3 separate regions of the Zea mays genome follow, and regions 2 and 3 are each linked to region 1. The links are chromatin contacts, called in public Hi-C maps. All regions are on one chromosome and are shown on one strand. The core of a region is the stretch at or near the end of the contact, and the rest is flanking DNA. Distances in the headings are between cores, read along the strand shown. Region 1 holds the start of LOC103650874 (structural maintenance of chromosomes protein 2-1). Region 2 holds the start of LOC100274306 (putative carboxylesterase 11). Region 3 holds the start of LOC103652347 (GRAS family protein RAD1).

Region 1 (3,497 bases), core at 462-2,961:
GTAGTTTTTGCTATGCACTTAGATATACACTATATCTAGATACATAACAAAAGTGGTGTGTCTAGAAAAGCCAAAACATCTTATATTTACAATGAATTGTTTGACTAAAAAAATGTGTCCGCTAGATTGAGCATCAACAAAATATGAACAAATCCAGTACCATTATAAGCAACTTTGTAGTTCCTGATTACTCTTAAGAAAAAATAATCAGTTGTTAGAACACCCATTAACAGAACTCCAGTTTCATATACATCAACTAAATGTTTGACTTAAAATGAGTCAGGTACACACAGATTAGCAAAAAAAAACAGTGTATATTTGACTAAAAATCCTCTAGGCACATTTCACATCAACATTCATAGCAATTTGCAATCCCTGATTAAAAGTAGGTCATCTAGTACAGATTTTAAAAGAACCCCAGATTCATACACATCAACTAGGTGTTTGACTGAAAAACTGAAAAACAACAAGCTAGACACAGATTTAATTCAGCACGCATAGCAGATTAGTAATTACAGACTTCCATGAACACATCCAGTTGAGCACTTGGAACAACATATTTAACAGACACTAAACCTCAGTTAGCTACAGTTTTTAGCAACGAGACAAAAGGTACTTCATATCAAAATTCAAACTCAGAATCGCCATCTCCAACGCTTCAGTGTACAAAAAATACAAAACGATTCCAGTTCACAAAAACCAAAAAACATACAAACAATTGAACCCTGGCATCAAGAAATTCAAGTATTCAACAACTTAGACGTGAAGGATGAAATCACACAACCTCCTCAAAATTCCAGCTCCAGACATCGCAAGTCACCATCTCCTTTTACCTGAAACCACCTCATGCAGCAGCTCCTCTTCGGAGTTCGCAGGGCAGCATCTTAATCCAACTTGACACATCAGCGCCGAAATTGAGGATATGCAAATCAAAATCGTGGCGCAAACCCCAAATCACCTACCCCCCCCCCCCCCCCCCCCCCCCCACACACACACACACACACACACACACGCACACAAAAGGAACTCAAACATGCAGTAGCAAGGGTACGCTTCAGAAGGCCGCTTGAAGTAATGAAGACGGCGAAGGGATGTGTAACCTGGCGCGTGACAGTGATCTCCGGGGAGTCCTCGTAGCCGAGCGGGGAGCGGGAGCGGTCGGAATTGTCGAAGACGATGGACACGGTAGCCTTGGTGACCCCGGCCTGGCCTTGCTTGTAGACGAGCTCCTGGAGCGAGGCAGCGCGTACCTGACGGAGATCTGTGATGCCGAGCACGAAGCAGATGGAGTCGAGGATGTTGGACTTGCCGGAACCGTTGAGCCCGGTGATGGCGTTGAACAGCGGGTCGAACCCCGGCACCACAGTCCGTCCCGCGTACGACTTGAACCCCTCGAGAGTTACCTCCTTGATGTGCATCTCGCCGGCCGCCGGCGAGGCGTCGCCAGTCGGTGATGGTACTAGGGTTCGAGGGGCTCGGGCGGGAAACTTTTGGAGGCGTTGGGGTTTTCGCCCTTTCGGGGGTTGAGGAATTCGAAATGTTTCGAAGTGGAAGCGATGGAGGGGAGCGTCACTTGTCACCCGGCCGTGTGTGGAGAGCAGCCGAGTGGCCGAGATCGAGGCATCGAGCATCGAGCGATGACGAATTGACGAGCTATTCTCGTGTCCCTCTGACCGGAGCCTAGTAGCTATTCGTCCGATTATTTAGTCGTGCTTTCTGGTCTTAAGTCATGGTATGTATTGACTTTATTTAAGTCTTTATTTGGTTGTTTATATATTTGAATCGTGAATTGTACGAGTATATACAAAATAATTCATTTTTTGCGTGATTGGTTAATCGTACTTTCTCATCTTGCGCCATTGCGTGCATTGACTTTATTTAGGTTTTTATTTGGTTGTCTCTATATTTGAAGCGTGGGTTGCACGAATGAATACAAAAAAAAAATCATTTTGAGGTTATTTGACTGCATCTGCTCATATGTCAAAAACTTCCATTTCTAGCTGACCTAGATGGCACAAGCCTGGCCTGTGATGCTCAGGCAACCAATCAGGTAGTATTTGACTGATTTCAACATATTTTCTAAAAATTATTCATTTGTATTGTTTTGTACTGTAAATTACATTGTTTGTATATTGTAGTTTAAATATAAATATGAAAATAAGTAAGATGCTGGAGATACCCTTTGCTCCTACGAGCCACCCTCCCGCTCCCCCTTTCACCGTGGACTTTACAAAAGGGACACGCCTACGTCAAACAGCGCCCTCGTCGTCGCCCCCTGGAGAAGTCAAGAGGGTGTGTCAACCATTTTCCCCTTAGAGAGGGGGAGCTCTAATCTCCCTCTCTCCACTAATTGATTGTATTTAGTGTAAAATTAACATTTTTTAGTTTTATTACCATATAACAATGTGTATTATGGTACTAGAAATACGGTAGTATTTTTTGAAACTCCAAAAACTGAAGTGTAAAGGTAAAATAGCCCAGTTAAATGATAAAAGGGGAACTGAATAGGGGAAATGGTTGGAGATGAGGATAAAATAGCCCAGTTAAATAGTTGAGGGGAGGTATTTAAATAAAAATAGAAAGTATGAATGGGGGATTTGGGAAGGGGAATGGTTGGAGATAACCTAGATGTGATCAATCTAGTCGATTTTTAGAGTATGGTCTAGAATATTGTAAGTATCGTCCGAATCTTACTCTACACCTACCCACAAATAACCAAACACACATCTCACACACCTAAAGTCTGACTCAGACAACGCAAAAACCAGGCAACCAAACACATCCTTAGATGTCCAAACATGTCGTTTGGCTTGGTTTGGTATGCCTAGCACAACAAAAAAACGCCAGGCTAAATATAGTATATAGATTAGTTACATGATCATGTTGTGTGTCCTCGAGGAGCATCCTTGTACAGCTCATTATTGTCCGCCTTACCTTTCCTTGTATTTCCAAGAGATAGGCAATCGAACAGAAGCGGCTCGAAGTTGTCCGTATGGTACATGTTTATGGTCATCCTTTGACAGGGTAAAAGGCATGCAACAAGTGTTTAGAGTAAAAAATGCACCATCCCTTCCTTTAATTGCATGCTTCTCTCGAGCTATTGTGTTCTATCAAGAGTGTACGCCTAGACAACTGGTCCTAACGTGCTTGGGGTCACGTTCGACCTAGCCGATAATTCGGGTTGTGGGAATATCAAATAGGTTTCTCTTGGTCAATATGCCTTTGGTTGGGGATTTTGGTCAGACCTCCCTTAGTTGTGTCTCACCTGGTTTGGCTTGTTTTTGGTCGAGGGTCGAATTAGGGCTCACCGAGGTTGGGTTTGGTTAGGTTCCATCTGATCGAGATATTAGGTCAGAGTTCATCATGACAATATGATGTTTTAATCTCTAAGAGTGCCTTTTATGTTGATTTTAGGGTACCCTATGTATGGGTACGCGTTAGTTGGCCTCCACGAGAGCTGCCTTAGGCCACCAAGGATGACGAAGAAGCTAGACAAA
Region 2 (3,497 bases), core at 345-2,844, 240 kb before region 1:
GATAAAGTAGCAGCAGTGACATAAAGGGGTTTACTCTCATGTGAGTGAGATGAAGGTGACACATGAATATGAACAACCATAAGAGTCACAAGATTGTATACGGGAAACAGTAACTCGTTGATCGAGAGAAAGCAGAATTTAAGGGAATTCCTCAAGTGAAGCTCCCTTGTATATGGTGTTACACAAACAAGAGTTATAATACTAATTCAGGAGATTCCATTTCCATGATGGAATACAATATTTAATTCTGCGAAAGTTCCAGTCATTTATTCAATACATGTGAAAGCTTCAATTCACATCATACAAGTGCCAGCGTTAAGTTGAAACAAAAGAGTCATGGTTAAGGTTAACTGATGTTTGCATAGTTTGGAGAAGCCTCTTATTGATAGCATAACCACATATGACATGTTGACCAAGCTTAACTATCAAGTGTTAGACGTTTAAATCATCTGAAGGGAACAAAAGCATGTTTGTTGAACAGGTGAACAACCGTTTTTGCCCACTAACCATTTTACGTGCAACTTCAAGCAATGCAATAAAAGATTCTTACACAAATTCTTGGATTCCAGAACTTATTGTCATTTTGGCATTGCAGATTCATGATCCCTACCATTGCCTCATCAATTAGTAAAGTTTAGCACACATTTATGCAGCTATAAATTGGAGGTTCAGTAACATTTACCCTATCAATTAGTAAAGTTTAGCGCACAATCACACATCTATGCAGCTACATAAACAGGAGGATCAGTAACATTTACCTAGCTGGATCACCATGTGCAGCAATCCACGGCTCAACAGTGGATGCACCGAAGGTGTCAACACCACCCCCGACCTTGGTCATCATGGCGAGATTGGCCTGCTTGGCGATCCACTTGAGCACCTTGACCCCGTCATCGAACGCGGCAGGGTATCGGCTCTCTGGCGCAAGCCTGTACCCCACGGCGACGACAATGGCATCGCAGAGCTTGGCGACCCTCCTGCAGAAGGCGTCGTTGGCCGCGGCAGTGTTGCTCCCGGTGACGAAGCCGCCGCCGTGGAACTGCACGACGATGGGCAGCCTCCGGCGCGCCGACGCGGCGGCGCGCGGCGAGGAGACGGCGTGCGGGAGGTACCCTCGGTACGGCGCGCCGTTGGCGGGCGCGGGCGCGGGGGTCGTCGGGGTGGGGTCGCTGGCGCGGCGCGGGTGCGCGTGCGCGAGGAGGTGGGCGTGCGGGGAAGGCGGCGGGGGCGTGGGGAGGAAGATGCGGACGGAGAGCGATGAGTTGGGGTCGATGTGGAGGTCCTTGGAGGCGACGCCGTCGGCGGCAGCGGAGAAGGCCGGGTTGGGCGGCGCGGTGGCCTCGTCGGGGCGGCAGGAGACGCCGAAGGCCGCGTTGTCGGGGTCCCCCGCGGCGGCGGCGGCCAGCGACTGGAGGCGGTGGCGGAGGAAGAGCTTGAAGAAGACGCTGTAGATCTTCACGCCGACGCTCGGCATGGCTCGCCCTCAGCCGGATCCGCGCATCACACGGGACGGAACACTGGGGCGGGATCTCGGGCGGCGGCGGCGGGTTGCCGTGCGGCCGTGCGGGTGGGATAGGATCGGATTGGGTCGGTGACGCAAGAAGTGGGACGAGGGGAGTGGTTGGTTGGGGGGAGGGAAAAGCGAGGCGGGCGGAGCGAAATGGTGGTTGGCAGGGTGGTCGCCCGGATGACGACGGCGGCAGCGTAAGGTGCTACTCGACGGATACGGGGGAGGGGGAGGAGGATAGAGGCTGTCTGGCGAGGCAAGCAAGGAACTAACGAACAATCGAGAGGAAACAGGGGTGGGTGACAGAGGAGGAAGAGGTGGAAGGAAGGAAAAGATGGGAAGGCTGGTGCTTGTGTGGTGCGTTGGCTTTCGAGTTTGGACGAGTGTCCCTCCCAACGTGACGGACTGACGGTGCCGCCTCGCCTCGACTGGATTCAATTCAAACCCCGCTCCGCCTCCGCTCCCTGTCTGCGTCTAGTTTTCAGCTTTTCACTGCCCTGCCGCAGTGCCGCTGCCCTCTCATGCAGTTGTCCGTGATTTAATACGGTTTTTATATATTATATAAATAAGTACTAGTCGATTGTCTGTATGTTACGACGACTCACAACAATCTCAAGATTTTTTATTGATTGTCTCTGCTCTCTGCATAATTTTTTTATTTGACTAAGCGAGTTGACATCGTGGTAAAGGAAAGCTCATATAAACAGTAAAACAGGCGATGCCGAGCCATCAAATAAGTACCATATACAATAAATCAGGGACCACATCCCTTGCCTCCCCCACTTCTAAGGTTTCATAGACCAGGAAAGAAAGGGAAGAGACAGTCATACATGTTTGTTGCCGGAGAAGGACACGACGAAGACATAGACATCTGGAGGAGACATACCTAGTATACCGCTAGATACATAAAGGGAGAGAGCACGCAAGCGGAGAAAGAAGCTCAGCCAGAGCAGCTCCAAATCGAGAGGCACCCGCACCAGGCGTCAGTCCGAAAAGGGCGAGAAAATGCGAGTGCCTTCTAGCCCTGGACCCGCCGAGGCGACACAACACCACCACCAACTCCATAGCATATGTCGACTGCTGCCGCGCTACAGGCTTTGGTTGTCCAATATCTCAGATCTGGACTCGTTATCGTCAAGATAACCTAAGTGTGGTAGGCACCATCGTGTTCTCCTCGGCGACACGCACGAAGAAAAGCCAGGAACAAGATCGACTCGCCCGTACCCGCGTCGACGAGTGTCGGTCGGCTCGCGGCTGCGACTGTGGGCAGGGGCAGCAGGTTGGGGAGGAAGAACATGGCGAAGGCCGGGAAGACGAATGGGACGTCCGACGACGGCGAAAACGATGGTGCGTGCGTGCTGTGAAACACCCTCGTGGACGTGCGATAGCCACTGCGCGGGCCAGTGTCGAGCTGGTGTCGGACGAATATGGGGAGGTGGCGCCTGCTTCCACGCCCTCTACCGAGAATGCATGGTACGGAGGCGGATGCCTGAGGGGAGAGAGAAAAGAAGTAGGATGACGAACGAGATGGCGACAATTGAGACGAGGACCATCATTATCGTGCGGAGGTATAGATGGCCAAATGAGTCGTGTCTGATAGGCTGGTCCAGAGCACGACCTATTTAATAGTGTCTGGGCCAGCCCGACACGATCGTTGTGTCGTGTTTAGGCCGTAGCCTCAGCCCGTAGTGCTGATCCGGCCCGACACGATTATATATTTTTTATTTTACAAAATTTGTATATATATATATAATTTATATTCAATATTAAAAATAATTGACCATGATGTTCTACTGGTTAGACGACTTCACTTAGTGTCTCCTGCCCTTCTTCCATTAGGGCTTAAGTTCGAACATCGTCTCTTGTACTATTTTTTTAAATATTTTATGCTAATTTAACCACCCGAATGGCTAACGGACCGGACTATTTTTTTAAAAAATATTTTATGCTAATTTAACCACCCGAATGACTAACGGACCGGACGTGGAGG
Region 3 (3,497 bases), core at 591-3,090, 150 kb before region 1:
ATTGACAGGTCGTTGGACCGAGTAGGATGCTTTCAACTACTCTGCTCCGTACTTGGGAGGGATTTTATTATTACTGTTTATTAGGGGCAGTTTTTCCTTTATCCTGTTATAGGGAAGGTACAAAACTATCTTTGATAAGTTCGGTAAATGTACCAAAATTTTGTACCTAGCTATATGTAGTGCTGAGTGTCAAAAAAGTCGAGTCTGTTAAGTTTTTACTCGGCCACCTGAGTGTTATAAAGAAGTATATAAATGCATTTTATATAAATAGCCAAACTTCATTGTGAGCAACACTCACAAGTAACACAATCCACGAACACAAGTGTACGATATTATCTTCTCACGAGGATTATTGGAACATGCATAAACTAAGGGTTAAGATAGGTGAGGTAGAGTATTTTGAATGGATAACTAGATCTAAGGCCTGTTCCAATCTCGCGAGATAAACTTTAGCAGCTTATTTTTAGCTACTTTTAGCCATTTATAATCTAAACATGAGAGCTAATGGTGATAATTTAAGCTAAACTTTAGCACTTCAATTCATATAGCTAAAGTTTAGCAGGAAGCTAAAGTTTAGCCCGTGAGATTGAAACGGGGCCCTAGCTTGTCCCAGAGAGGGGGTATATATCGTGTGAGACGAGAGGGTGAGATGGTGAGAATCCAACGTGTTTCACGGCGGCAACTATCACAGGCTCTCCCGCGCACGTACGCATCGTGCCCAGCTGCTCGGCACATGGAACGACTGGAGCCCCCCCCCAACACTGCATATCATAGCTGACGGAAATGCTAGGTCACCTGCTGTCAATAAACGGCCGCCAGCTCCTGCGCGCCCGCATCGTCGATGATCGCACGTCTTCCAGCTTCTTCTTCTTCTTCCCGGCGTCCTCGGTGTGGTCGGCCGCGATCGGTGGAGACGAGCCAAGATGGCGTCGCTGCTGACGTTTTTTGTCGAGGGGTCCAATATAGTTTTGGCCACACTAGTATTTTTCTGCGACGATGAAGCGAGCGAGCTAGGCGAAGCAAATTAAACCAATTGCACGTGTTTGGTGGCCACTGCATCTGCATCCGCCCGCCCTCGGTGTGCGAACGAAACAATCTTGCGGACGTACGTCTCTGATTATATACGTGCAGCTGGACACCAACATTTTTTCGAGGCGACGAGGTCGACCTTCCCATGCGTGCCAGTAGTATATCGATCACCCGGCGGCCGTTTCTTCCAGGAAAGAAAATAGTGACGATCGAACGTCAGCACTGGTCGTCGTACGGACCCAAGTATTATGTGAGCTAGCGGCAAGAACTTCGATCCTAACGATGCGACTAATTCATGTGTCCCCCCCCCCCCCCCCCCCCCCCCCTGTAACCTTCGCTAGCACTGCGCTCCGCTTAGTAGTGCTACTAATTGTAATAGGATTCCACGAATAATTTACACACACTACTGCTGCCGCAACGCAAACCAACAGCTAGCAGCTTCAGCTTCGTTCGAGCCATCTGTTTTACAGCTTTCTCTGCGCCCAACCGGAAGCGGGCTAAAAACGCCTCGCCTTGCTACACATTCCGTGCCACGGACGCGATCCTCCTTACGTAACTATCTCGTGGTATCCATCGCCGCAACAATCTGGACAGTGATAATTTAGATAACTATTTTTTTTTACACTTGGATCTGTGTGCGCGATTTTGTTATTCCATCCAAACTAACTTAGACGCCGCCAGATGATTATGCATTTTTTTGCGCCATGTTTCAGAATAAAATTTTCTTTGCAGAGATCGAATACCAAGTCTTTCAGCACTTTAAAAAAAATGAAAGGAGACAGGCAAACCTTAGTTGTGTTACATATATGTAGTAGCTTTTCTAGCTGTTTAGTAGCAGAAAACAAATAGAAGAATACAGAGAGAGAGAAACCAACTAGTACCCACTATAAATACATGCTGGTTGGTGCAACCCATTTGCCTTCACAAACAAGGCCATAAGCCTAATAACTGAACAAAAGGTCTAAGCCTAACTGATGCCGCCAAGGAGTAAACAAGAACTAGCACACATGGGCACATCTGAGCAACCATGCACGAGCACGCCCAACTCGTTCACCACCACCTCCTCCTCCTATGTCACCTCCCAGCAGATTCATCATCTGCCACAGCACGACTCCGTGGTCTGCACCGAACCGGGGCTGGGCTTCCCCTACTACTATGTCACTGACCGTCAGCAGGACGCAGCGTTCGACGGCGACGAGGTAGAGCTCGGCTTCCAGGCTTCCAAGGCCACCAGGGTCGACTACTACAGCTCGCCTTACCAGCTGTCATGGCCGCTGGCTCGCGCCGCGGCCGCCGAGTCGTCGCGCGTCAGGAAGAAGAGGTTCTGGGACGTTCTCGAGAGCTGCAAGCAGAAGGTCGAGGCCATGGAGGCCATGGAGTCGCCGCTGGTGGCGTTCCAGGAAGCCGAGGACGGGGGCGCCGTAGTAGGGGATGGCGGCGGCGGCGGCGGCGGCCGAGGGAGCGGGGGCGGCGCGGACGGGATGCGGCTCGTGCAGCTGCTGGTCGCGTGCGCCGAGGCCGTGGCGTGCCGCGACCGCGCGCAGGCCGCGGCGCTGCTGCGGGAGCTCCAGGCCGGCGCGCCCGTGCACGGCACGGCGTTCCAGCGCGTCGCGTCCTGCTTCGTGCAGGGCCTGGCGGACCGCCTGGCGCTGGCTCACCCGCCGGCGCTGGGCCCGGCCAGCATGGCGTTCTGCATCCCGCCGTCGTGCGCGGGCCGCGACGGCGGCGCGCGCGCCGAGGCGCTCGCGCTGGCCTACGACCTGTGCCCGTACCTGCGCTTCGCGCACTTCGTGGCCAACGCCTCCATCCTGGAGGCCTTCGAGGGGGAGACCAACGTCCACGTGCTGGACCTGGGCATGACGCTGGGCCTGGACCGCGCCCACCAGTGGCGCGCCCTCCTCGACGGCCTCGCCGCCCGCGCGGGCGCCGCCGCCAGGCCGGCGCGCGTGCGCGTCACCGCCGTCGGCGCCCCTGCGGACGCCATGAGAGCCGTCGGCCGGGAGCTCCTGGCGTACGCGGAGGGGCTCGGGATGTGCCTCGAGTTCAGGGCGGTCGACCGCAGCCTCGAGAGCCTGCACATCGACGACCTCGGGATCGCCGCTGACGAGGCCGTGGCCATCAACAGCGTCCTGGAGCTGCACTGCGTGGTGAAGGAGAGCCGCGGGGCGCTCAACTCCGTGCTCCAGACCATCCGCAAGTTGTCGCCCAAGGCGTTCGTCCTCGTCGAGCAGGACGCCGGCCACAACGGGCCCTTCTTCCTGGGCCGGTTCATGGAGGCGCTCCACTACTACGCGGCCGTGTTCGACGCGCTGGACGCGGCGCTCCCGCGCTACGACGCGCGCCGCGCGCGCGTGGAGCAGTTCCACTTTGGCGCGGAGATCCGGAACGTGGTCGGCTGCGAGGGCGCGGCGCGCGTGGAGCGGCACGAGCGCGCTGACCAGTGGCGCCGCCGCATGAGCCGCGCCGGG

What was found. Hi-C and Micro-C count contacts between places; a contact is called where the count stands out from the background.
Region 2: a contact with region 1 is called in a Hi-C map of leaf, with 2.2 times the contacts expected there. The contact joins the promoter of LOC100274306 here to the promoter of LOC103650874 in region 1. A contact is called at or near these places in 2 of 25 Hi-C or Micro-C datasets (both in leaf).
Region 3: a Hi-C map of leaf shows a contact between it and region 1, with 2.5 times the contacts expected there. The contact joins the promoter of LOC103652347 here to the promoter of LOC103650874 in region 1. A contact is called at or near these places in 2 of 25 Hi-C or Micro-C datasets (both in leaf).

The regions. Positions count from the first base shown.
Region 1 is chr3:170,670,368-170,673,864 of Zm-B73-REFERENCE-NAM-5.0, reverse strand. It overlaps LOC103650874 (structural maintenance of chromosomes protein 2-1), which reads right to left and starts at 1,711. Exons shown (of 20, transcript XM_008676465.3): 1 at 1,101-1,711. The coding sequence starts at 1,631.
Region 2 is chr3:170,913,599-170,917,095 of Zm-B73-REFERENCE-NAM-5.0, reverse strand. LOC100274306 (putative carboxylesterase 11) reads right to left here and starts at 1,594. Exons shown (of 2, transcript NM_001148669.1): 1 at 759-1,594. The coding sequence starts at 1,474.
Region 3 is chr3:170,815,880-170,819,376 of Zm-B73-REFERENCE-NAM-5.0, reverse strand. It overlaps LOC103652347 (GRAS family protein RAD1), which reads left to right and starts at 1,840. Exons shown (of 1, transcript XM_008677953.3): 1 at 1,840-3,497. The coding sequence starts at 2,004.